Linked DNA regions of Mus musculus: region 2 is linked to region 1. A link is a contact called in public ChIA-PET data. All regions are on one chromosome and are shown on one strand. The core of a region is the stretch at or near the end of the contact, and the rest is flanking DNA. Distances in the headings are between cores, read along the strand shown.

The links. ChIA-PET counts read pairs in DNA pulled down with a chosen protein or histone mark.
Region 2: an RNA polymerase II ChIA-PET map of memory CD8 T cells shows a contact between it and region 1, with 2.1 times the contacts expected there. The contact joins the promoter of Epsti1 here to the enhancer-like site in region 1. A contact is called at or near these places in 4 of 39 promoter capture datasets (the C10 cell line, cranial neural crest and macrophages), 17 of 484 Hi-C or Micro-C datasets (B cells, the C10 cell line, CD8 T cells and 10 more), 7 of 115 datasets of contacts at active chromatin or transcription factors (CD8 T cells, the SCID.adh cell line, bone marrow-derived dendritic cells and 3 more) and 3 of 9 other capture datasets (adipose tissue, liver and macrophages).

What each region holds. Positions count from the first base shown.
Region 1 is chr14:77,858,013-77,862,733 of GRCm38.p6, forward strand. All of the region lies in intron 1 of Dnajc15 (DnaJ heat shock protein family (Hsp40) member C15), which reads right to left. Among named protein-coding and RNA genes, the nearest start is that of Dnajc15, 15 kb to the right of the region's middle. Within about 2 kb of position 2,574, at least 36 of the 459 cell types and tissues checked have an H3K27ac peak or open chromatin away from gene starts, as enhancers often do. A contact at or near this core is called in CD8 T cells, CD8 central memory T cells, the SCID.adh cell line and 5 more, where this site is marked.
Region 2 is chr14:77,902,346-77,907,066 of GRCm38.p6, forward strand. Epsti1 (epithelial stromal interaction 1 (breast)) reads left to right here and starts at 1,894. Exons shown (of 12, transcript NM_029495.2): 1 at 1,894-2,319. The coding sequence starts at 2,141.

The DNA.
Region 1 (4,721 bases), core at 1,324-3,823:
GTCATTCTAAGCTTTTTTCCTTAAACATACTAGGAAAATACATCAACCATAAAAGAGAAGGTTGTGGCAGAGACAATGGTTGAGCCCAGTATCCTTGGATCTCCTTGCCTTCTAGAATGAAGAATTTCCCTTTAGACATTCATTCCAAACCTCCCTTAGATTTCCGGTTTTGTTTTGTTTTTTTTTTTTAAACCAAAAGCTATGGTTACCTGCACAAAACTTACACAAAAGGAAGCCAGCAAGTTCTATGAGGAAAGATACATCTACGTCTTAAGCAATCAACGCTTAATTATGATTTGACTTCAAAATGATAATCATCAGATCAGAAAGGGCATCTGCAGGTGAGGAAAAGCACTGAACTACTCAGAGACAAGAGAAACTTCAAAGTTCCTTTTAGGTTACCTAGCCTCATTTTTACTAAACAGAAGGGAATTAAGTAAAGGAAATGCTCTAGAGGGGTATGGTGTTTTAGTTAGGGTTTTCATTGCTGAAGAGACACCATGGCCAAGACAACTCTTATAAAGGACAACATTTAATTGGGGCTGGCTTACAGATTCAGAGGCTCAGTGTATTATCATCATGGCAAGAAGCATGGCAACATCTAGGCAGGCATGGCACTGAAGGAACTGAGAGTTCTACATTTTGTTCCAATGGCCAATAGAAGTCTGTCCCATGGGCAGCCAGGAGGAGGGCCTCAAAGCCCACCCCACAGTGACACATTTCCTCTAACAAGACCACACTTACTCCAGCAAGGCCACACCTCCTGAAAGTGCCACCCCCTGGGCCAAACATATTCAAATCACCACATATGGTTTTGCTATTTTTTAGAGCTTTCCTTGGTGCTATGTGTCATGGTGTTATAAACTTTCGACATCTTCTTTAATGACTATGTTTTAATCAAACTATTTTTTTCTTTGGAAAATCTATTACCCTTATAGTTTTTATATCTTCATCTCATTAGAAACACCCATTTATGCCAACACTGACCCTTCCTGTTCTTAATAACGCTATAGCACCAATCTTCTATAGGCTGGCAGAAGTCTTTACAACAAGCAGCATATATCCAATATACAGATGGAATTCCTCCAACTGTATATATTTAATATATACAGTTGGAGGAATTCCGCAACAAAAGACAATCCAGTAAGATCAGGCAGGATATTAGGCCAGGGGCTTTCATCTTTCTAAAAAATTCTTAGAGTCAAGGACTTAGACAATGTGCCTACACGAAAAGGTTTTGGGTTCAAACCTCAGCAATGTTTGTAGGGGATAGGACTAAAATCTAAATGGCTCATAAACATGATAAAATATTCAAGAATACACAGAGAATTCCAGCAACAATGAAAATATTCTTGCCAGAATGTAAAGCTCTATATTCTATTTGTCGAACTTATTGATGCATTCCAAACTGCTAGCAAATCTGCACACACTCTACGGTTATTATTAGGATAAAGTGTATGAATATCTATAAAGGTCTTAGCACAATGGGCTGGCACATGTTAAATAGTAAATGTCAACTGCTTTAATAAAATCAGTAAAATAACCATCCAATATCAACTGTGTGTGGTGTGGCACAAGTCTTAGCAGAGTCCTTTGTCCCTTGTATTTATCTAAGTACAGGAAGATTCAAAGAACTGATTTCTGAGGAAGACTCCAGAAAATTAATTGATCTTCCCTAGGTTAAATACACAATTGTTTATAAAGCTTTAAAACTGAGGTGAGACAATTAGCCAGCTGGGAGTCAGGGATCAGAAACAAGAGAACTCCCCCACTACAACATCTCTTTCTGTTTTGCACTTAATGAGATCAACTGGCTGCTCTGTTCAATCACAAATGAGGAGCATTTTAAATCATTGCCAGCTACAAAATGAATGAACACACCTTCCACCAGGAACATGTGACTGTTACCCTGAGTCTGATAATGGCCTCCAAGATCATCTGCACAGTGCATGTGACTACCTTACTACTAGCAAGAGAATGATCTAAGTCCTAGTCAACCACAGATGCACAAATAATTTAAATTTTTGAATATAATCAAGCCCACCCATAAACACGAAAGAGGTAACATGCTCTACCACCTGCTCAATGAGGTCCTGTCTGGCAAGGCCACCTGCTACTGCTGGCCAGAGTCTTACACTTTTGCTTCCAAATACACAACTCAAGTTCTTTTCTAAATAAAGCTTACTTTCTGGCCTGTAATGTCCATTTATAAATCCTTTTACCATGAAATCAATACTGTGGACAAAAAGGACTTGGATCTCCTTGGTTCCTCTCCTATATAACAGCATTACTCTAGTTTCAAACTCTTTGTATGATAATTTTTGCAACATTTTGCTAATGCAAGAATTAAAAAATATGAGAAATGGCTGCCGACAGAAAGCTTCTATTGTAAAAAGGGATTCCTATGTGATTACAGATGACCTTGTTCCACCTTATCAGCTGAAATAATCAGCTGAGTGAAAGAAACAGACATGAATGTCTGTTGAGCAAACAATTTCAGAAGGACAGAGTGAAGGAGAGACACATAAGCCCCCAGAGCTGCAAGTTTCCCATTCTCAAGCCCCTTATTCTACCAACTTTTCATCTTGGCAGACCCCTCAATTTCCTTAGGGAGAGAGGCTGCCCCTTGCTGTGTGTGGTAATAAACAGTTCCATCTAATGAGGTCAGGCTCCGGTCTCTTTATCGATTGTCTTCAGAAATCTAACAGTTGCTTCTACTATTACAAAGAGATTTTATTTCAATACTAAAGGTATTTTATTAGGAAATATTAACCCCCTAGGCAATCATTTTATTCTAATAATAATGTAACTACATTGTTTTTAAAAGTAACAAACCAATTTAATTCAATTAAGCACCAAGAACTCTAATTATTTCCCTACTTGCTTCCCCAGGCCCATTCTCTACCAGCCTTTGTCTAGTTGTGTATTTTCTCCTCATTTCTCTTATCTCTAAAACTCTACCACTCAGTACTCATGCCCTCTGACCTCTGGCTGCCAACAGGATGAAGGTGAAACAGCATATGACTCCCCAGTTTCTTTTCTGCCTTAATCTTCCTGGGCTGAGGGTCTATTGAATGAGTGTTTCTTCAAGGCTGAACTCTCAGATTTCTGCTCAGTTTAGAGCCTTGCCTCCTCGATTAAGGGACATTCCCCAGCTCTTGCTTCTCTCGGTGATTTGTTGTCTCTTTTTGATTAACTTCTGACCTGGTCTGCGGATCAGTCAACAGGGTCTGCAAGGGAGAGAGTGGGGATGGCAGGGCAAGAGACACGAAGGAAGAATGGAGACAAGACAGTCGGTCTGATCTAGTCTCAAGTCTCCTTTGTTGGAAGGTAACTAAGTACTTTTCAATATAAGTACAAGCTGGGGAGTGCAGCTGTACCACTTGTTAACCACAAGTCCAGAATGTGTAGGAGAAAAACAAGATGTTATCAGAGTGTGTTCAGCTGTGGTGGGTTTCTTGCAAAAACATCATGCTAGGAAAACAAGTCTCTCATCAGGGTGGAAAAGTACCACCTGTAAGTAAATGCCCAAGATGGCTGCAGAGATGATAGCTGCTTTCTGCTAAGAGTCGGCTCCCAACAAACTTCCCCTGCCCACACCCCAGCAAATACTTCCTTCATCAAAATATCTTCAACAAAATCATCCATATATTACAACTAGAACTTTCACTAATGTGCCTCTTATTACCTGCCACTTTATTACATATATACATACATACATACATACATACAGGGTCTCTATCAAATGTGTCCTATTAAGGACCCTGCACATAGTAGGCCTCCAATATTATCATCTCCATGAGAGTCTCCAAAGATCTTTATTGATATTCTTGTTACAATATTTACAATACTCTATTTTTATTAAAAATCAATGTATTTATTTCTTCAAGTTGTATATAGAGACTGCTTTTGTCTCTTGCAGCTTTCTAGGTATCAAGAGTTGTTATAAAGGGAAAAGTGAAAAAGGATTTATGACTTTTAAATACACTAACAAATAAACACAAGTTAGATAGATCATGGGATTGAGTAAGTTCCATTAAGTAAGACCAAGACTGTGCAATCGTATCTAATTTACACACTAAAGGACAAAGAATGGTAAGACTACTCAAAAACTCATTTTATTTACTGTAATTAAAATGCCCTATTGGAAAGGAAAAATATCTGAATTATCTCTTTTAAGTATATTAATTTCTACAGTTTATGTATAGCATAAACAACTGATTGCACATTCACAGTAGGTGGATGATTTTGTTGAAGATAATTTGATGAAGCAAGTATTTACTGAGGGAGACATGGAAACTGAAGTCAATCTGAAAAATTGACTCTACACAACTAGCTTTCTACTTTAAAAGTCAGAATAAGTCCTTTTAATCAAGTTAAATATGAAAATGTTAAGTAAAATATTAGACATAAACAGAATTAAATCAAAGCTTAGTTGATATAGGATATTATGTCTTTTTCATTCACTAAAATGTTCCTGCCATTGGGAGCTGAGTATACTTGGCCCGGGCCTGTAATCCTAGCATTTGGGAGGCAAAGCAGTAGCTAGAGTTGGAGGCCAACCTGGCCTACAGAGGGAATTTGACGCCAGCTTATACTACATAACAAATTTCCACCTTGATTTTTGTTTTAAGTCCATCAGTCCTTTTATTTATTTTTTAAATTATCTGTTTATGTGCAAAAAGGCTTGTGCTTATGAGTACAGGTACCCAGGGAATCCA
Region 2 (4,721 bases), core at 644-3,143, 44 kb after region 1:
AGGTCATGCTGGCCTTCTCCTAAGGTCACCATGGCAGCTGTGACATGACTGGAGCTTTCTGTTGGGGTCTATCATGAGGATTTGGCTGCTTCTGGGCATGGGCATTTGGGTCTGGGTGACTCTCCTGTGGGGCTGCTGTCTGAACACTATTTCATGTTTAGCGGTGTCTTGGCTTCTCCCCACTAGATGCCAGGTATCCTTCCTCCTCTAGGTTCCACTGTGACAACTGCCTCTAGGCTTTGCCTAATGTCTGTTGGAGGCAAAACTCAACTCGGACAACCATTGATATTAAGTATCTCCTTAGTCCTCACAACACCTTACAAGGTGGAGACGGGGACTTCTGCTCCCACAGTGCAGATGAGGAAAATGGGACCTCAAAGAAAGCAAACTTACCTCTGCCCTGGGGCCAGCATGTGTCCATGATCTCAGAGTGATGTAAGGCCTCCCTTCCCTCCCTCCACTGCCCCTGGGGATGGATCAGTTCTCCCTGGTGTTCATTTGCTTGTTTAGTTTTGTTTGTTTTCTTTAACCTATGTTATCTCTAGTTTGGTTTGGGTTTTAATGTCTACTTTGTATTTCCCACACAGCGGCCTTACTGCTAATACACATCTCTGGCCTAGCTTTACTAACCAGGTCCTCAGTTTTTCTTCCTGTTATTAACCTGTTCATTTTTCCATCTCGCCTTCACTTTGACTTTCTCAAGCTCTATGGAGAGCCCCCCTGCCCCTGCCTCCACCCCCCTGTTGCCGGTTCTTCCCCCGCTGGCCCACCCCCATTGCCGTCTACATTGCCTTCAGCACTGGTTCATAGAATGGTCTTGGATCAGCCTCACTGAGAACTGTTGGAAGGGCAATTCCTTAGGCCCACTCCAGAGCTGAACTCTAGGGTAAGCACCTACATACCCGTTCTAACACACCCATCATGTGGTTCTAATCCTCTCTGAGCTTTGAGACGCTCTGGCCCACTTAACCAAGCCCCAACACCTCCTCGTTGTGGTGTGTGCAGCAGACTATGCACTCCAATGGCCACTGCCTTCTCCCTTCCTATTTTACCACTTGCACTTAACGACCTTTCAGTTTTATTCTCTTATTAGCTATCCAACATGCATTTGTCTTTCTGCTCTAAGCACCAATAATAAATAAACCAAGACAGTGAAACTTCTGGGCGGCCAGTTGCCAAGCAGAAAGGCTCTGCCGTAGGACGTCACCTGGATGGGTACACACCACATAATTTTATAGCAGAAGCCCTGTCATAATGCCCTACCACCACCACCCCAGCCACACAGTCACATCAGGATTTTCTGGAACCTTAAAAACAAAACTAAACAAACAAAGGATGCCAGAACATAGTCCAAGACCTATGGAAATAGTCTTGTAAACCTGGTCTTTGTTTTTAACGTTTCAACAGAGCTGGATCACTGGAAGCTGTGCTTAGGACCGGCATTCAATCCGTCGGTTTTTGAATGCTTAGTCAATCACTTAGAGAGGCTAACAGGCCCTCGGCTCTGCCTATCCCTCAGCTCGCCTCTCCAGCTCTGCTGTTTTGTTTGTTTGTTTGTTTGTTTGTTTTTCTTTCTTCTGATTTCACTTTCCACTTCCTCTGACCGCCAAACAGCAGCCACAACTAACAAACGGAACTATTCTTTTTCTGTTCCATTGCTTTTAGTTATTGTCCTAATCTATGGGGACTCAAGGTAATATGTCCCCGGGTGTCCAGCTTCTGACAGTGACCTCAAATCAGGGACACCCCTTAAACAGCTCAAGTTTCTCCAGGTTTCTGGCTATTTTGCACCAGCTTAGAAGCTTCCCAAGGCTCATCATAATGATCTCTGGTGCTCTCTGCAGTGGCTATGAATCCCTGAGCCCGATCACCTGCAGCTGGGTGAACCAGCTCAGTTCTTCAGCCTTGCTAGAGGCAGGCTCAGCCCAGGAAGCTAACCTGTGAGAAAGTCCAAGGGTGTCCGGGTAGAGAATGAATGAGGAAGTTCTCTGAACCCAGCGGGTGGTTAAAGAGAAATCGAAACTCAGCTGTTAAAACCGCTCTCCTTGCTCTTCAGAACCCCTTCCTCGAGCCTCCTTAGAAGCCCTTACCAGCATCCGTCCCTCAAAGGCTGTGGCCAGGACCCCACGGGCTGTGGACCATGTACACCCGCAGTAAGGTGGTGGGCCCAGGCTTGGGCACTTCCTCCATCTCTCGGGACCACGCTGGAGCTGGGCAGCGCAGGGAGCTGGGCTTGCAGCAAAACCGGAGACAGAGTTTGGAGGTGGCAGCTCCCGAGGGCCCCAAGATGGAGAGGCAGGGGCATGCTGACCAGGGAAGGTAAGTATTTGCAAGCTGCCTTGGAAGCAGGAAGTCCTGTTCCCGAATATAATCAGGCCCCAGGTACCTTCCTGGTCTTTGGAGTTTGAAATCACAGAGGCTTAATAACAGGGATTTTGAAAGAGTTATATATCATTTACCTCTTTAAAATCACCTAGGAATTGATTTATTATGCCTTGCACCTGCCTGTTTGCAGACCTTTATAGCAGATTCTCACCCCCAGTCCACTGATTCTTAAGACTGGCTCAAGGATTAAAAGATGAATACATGCAACCTGGGCTTTTCATTCTTTATGAAAGTAAGTTTTTCTTTACTAGAGAAAGGGGTGGCGGCTCTAAATGGGACTACCATGCTAGAATAAAGGCAAGAAGGAGCGTGATGCAGAGGGTCCAGATAGCCTTAAAGCTATCTGGAAGTTCTCTAATGGTCTAACTTAAAGTTTCCATCAGTACAGCTGGGAGTGAGGACCCCAGACGCTCAAGATTGGATTGCATGCTAAGCAAAGCAGGGACTCATAGGAGGCGTTTATTCTTGATCTGCTGTTTAAGGACTGACGGTGGCATCCTGAACTCGAGCTCCCCCCCCCAATTTTTTATTAGATATTTTCTTCATTTACATTTCAAATGCTATCCCGAAAGTCCCCTATACCCCCCCCCCCGCTTCCCTACCCACCCACTCCCACTTCTTGGCCCTGGTGTTCCCCTGTATTGGGGCATATAAAGTTTGAAAGCAAGCTTTGTAGAACACCAGCGACCCTCTCCTTGCACGGGGTGGAATGGGCTTTTTTTTTTCCCACTCAGCACCATGGTTTGAAGTGCCGCCTCTGTGAATTAGAACTGTACAAATGGTTTTATTTTTAGTTTCCCTGCTTTGCAGCGACTTCTTTGTTGCAAGAAAGACAAATGCTGGTTGCTAAGGAACAGCTACCTAACCTTATGACCAATACACACTAGCACTAGAGATTCTTTCATCCCCATGTCGTTTCTGAAGGTAGGGAGGTTATGATACCATTCAGGGTAGCTACCCTTAGATGGGGCAGGTGATCTGGGAGTCAATCAGAGACTGTGGAATTTCTCTCAGAATAACTGGCATCTTGCCATAACCGAAGTTCATTAACTCCGAGTCACATGTCTATAAACTGGTCTCACACTTATGAGTAGTTAATGATAAAAATCCTTTTATTAGGAAGCATCCATTTAGATATAAGCACGTCTTTGTATGCTCCTCTCATCTCGTGGGCACTAAGCAGTTGTCTCTTTCTGTTTTCTGATGGGATGCTAATCGCTCCCTCGTCTTGCTGGACCAAATCCCTCTGAAAGGAACAGTTTGCTGCTAGAACATTAGAGAACTTCCTGAAAGACATCAGTTGCTTCATTAGAGTTGGCGGTAGTCAGCAGCATTAGAGAATGCTCTCCCCTTTGGGTGCTTAACATCTGAGTGTTTGGACCACTCTGGATTCAGCTTGTATCTTTATTCACTATGTCAACTCGCTGAGTTGCTTCCTTAATTAAGTTGGTAGGTAAAGGGGCTTGCATGAGAGCAAAACAAAACGGCATCTCAGTTAACACAACAACAAAAAATTAGGAAGGTCTTATTTATCTGGGGGAGAAAATTTAGGAGATGTGTGTGTGTGTGTGTGTGTGTGTGTGTGTGTGTGTGTGAGAGAGAGAGAGAGAGAGAGAGATGGAAAATAAGAAAGGAGGATGCTAAGTGTCTTAATAGTGCATTTGTGTGGCAAAGGTAACTTTAACCTCATTTGTAGGCAACCTTCTTCTGTTAGTTCATGTGGGCAACAGATTCAATGTGGGGATTACAATCATAGGCTTTGATGCCTAGTCGATGAGTTCAAGTTCTGATTCTATGGTGACTTGCTCTCTGAATATCATGCTTAGCTACTATGTGCCTCCATTTTCTCATTACTAAAGGTGACATGATCGCATCCTTTAAGCTAGTGTTCAGTAAATGCTGACAAGCTGACAGCCATGACTTCATGTAACAGCCATTTATTGATGATGCTATCATGAGAAAACATATTGACTTAAAAGACCTTTTTTACAAAATAAAATACACAAGTGCTCTGGTAGTTTTGTGCCAATTTGACAGAAGCTAGAGTCCTTTCAGAAGAGGGAACGTTAATTGAGAAAATGCTCCCACTTGATTGGCCCATGACAAGCCTGTGGTGCATTTTCTTGATTGAAGATTAACACGGGAGGGCGGAGCTCACTGCGAGTTGTGCCACCCCTGGTCCTGAGTGCTATGGGAAAGCAGGCCTAGCAACCCACTAGAAGAAGCCAGTGTGTATCACTCCTTCTTGGCTTCTGCATCAGCTTCTGCTTCTGGGTTCTAGCCTTGAGTCCCTGCCCTGACTTCTTTTGGTGATAGAGTATGACCTGAGAGTTGTA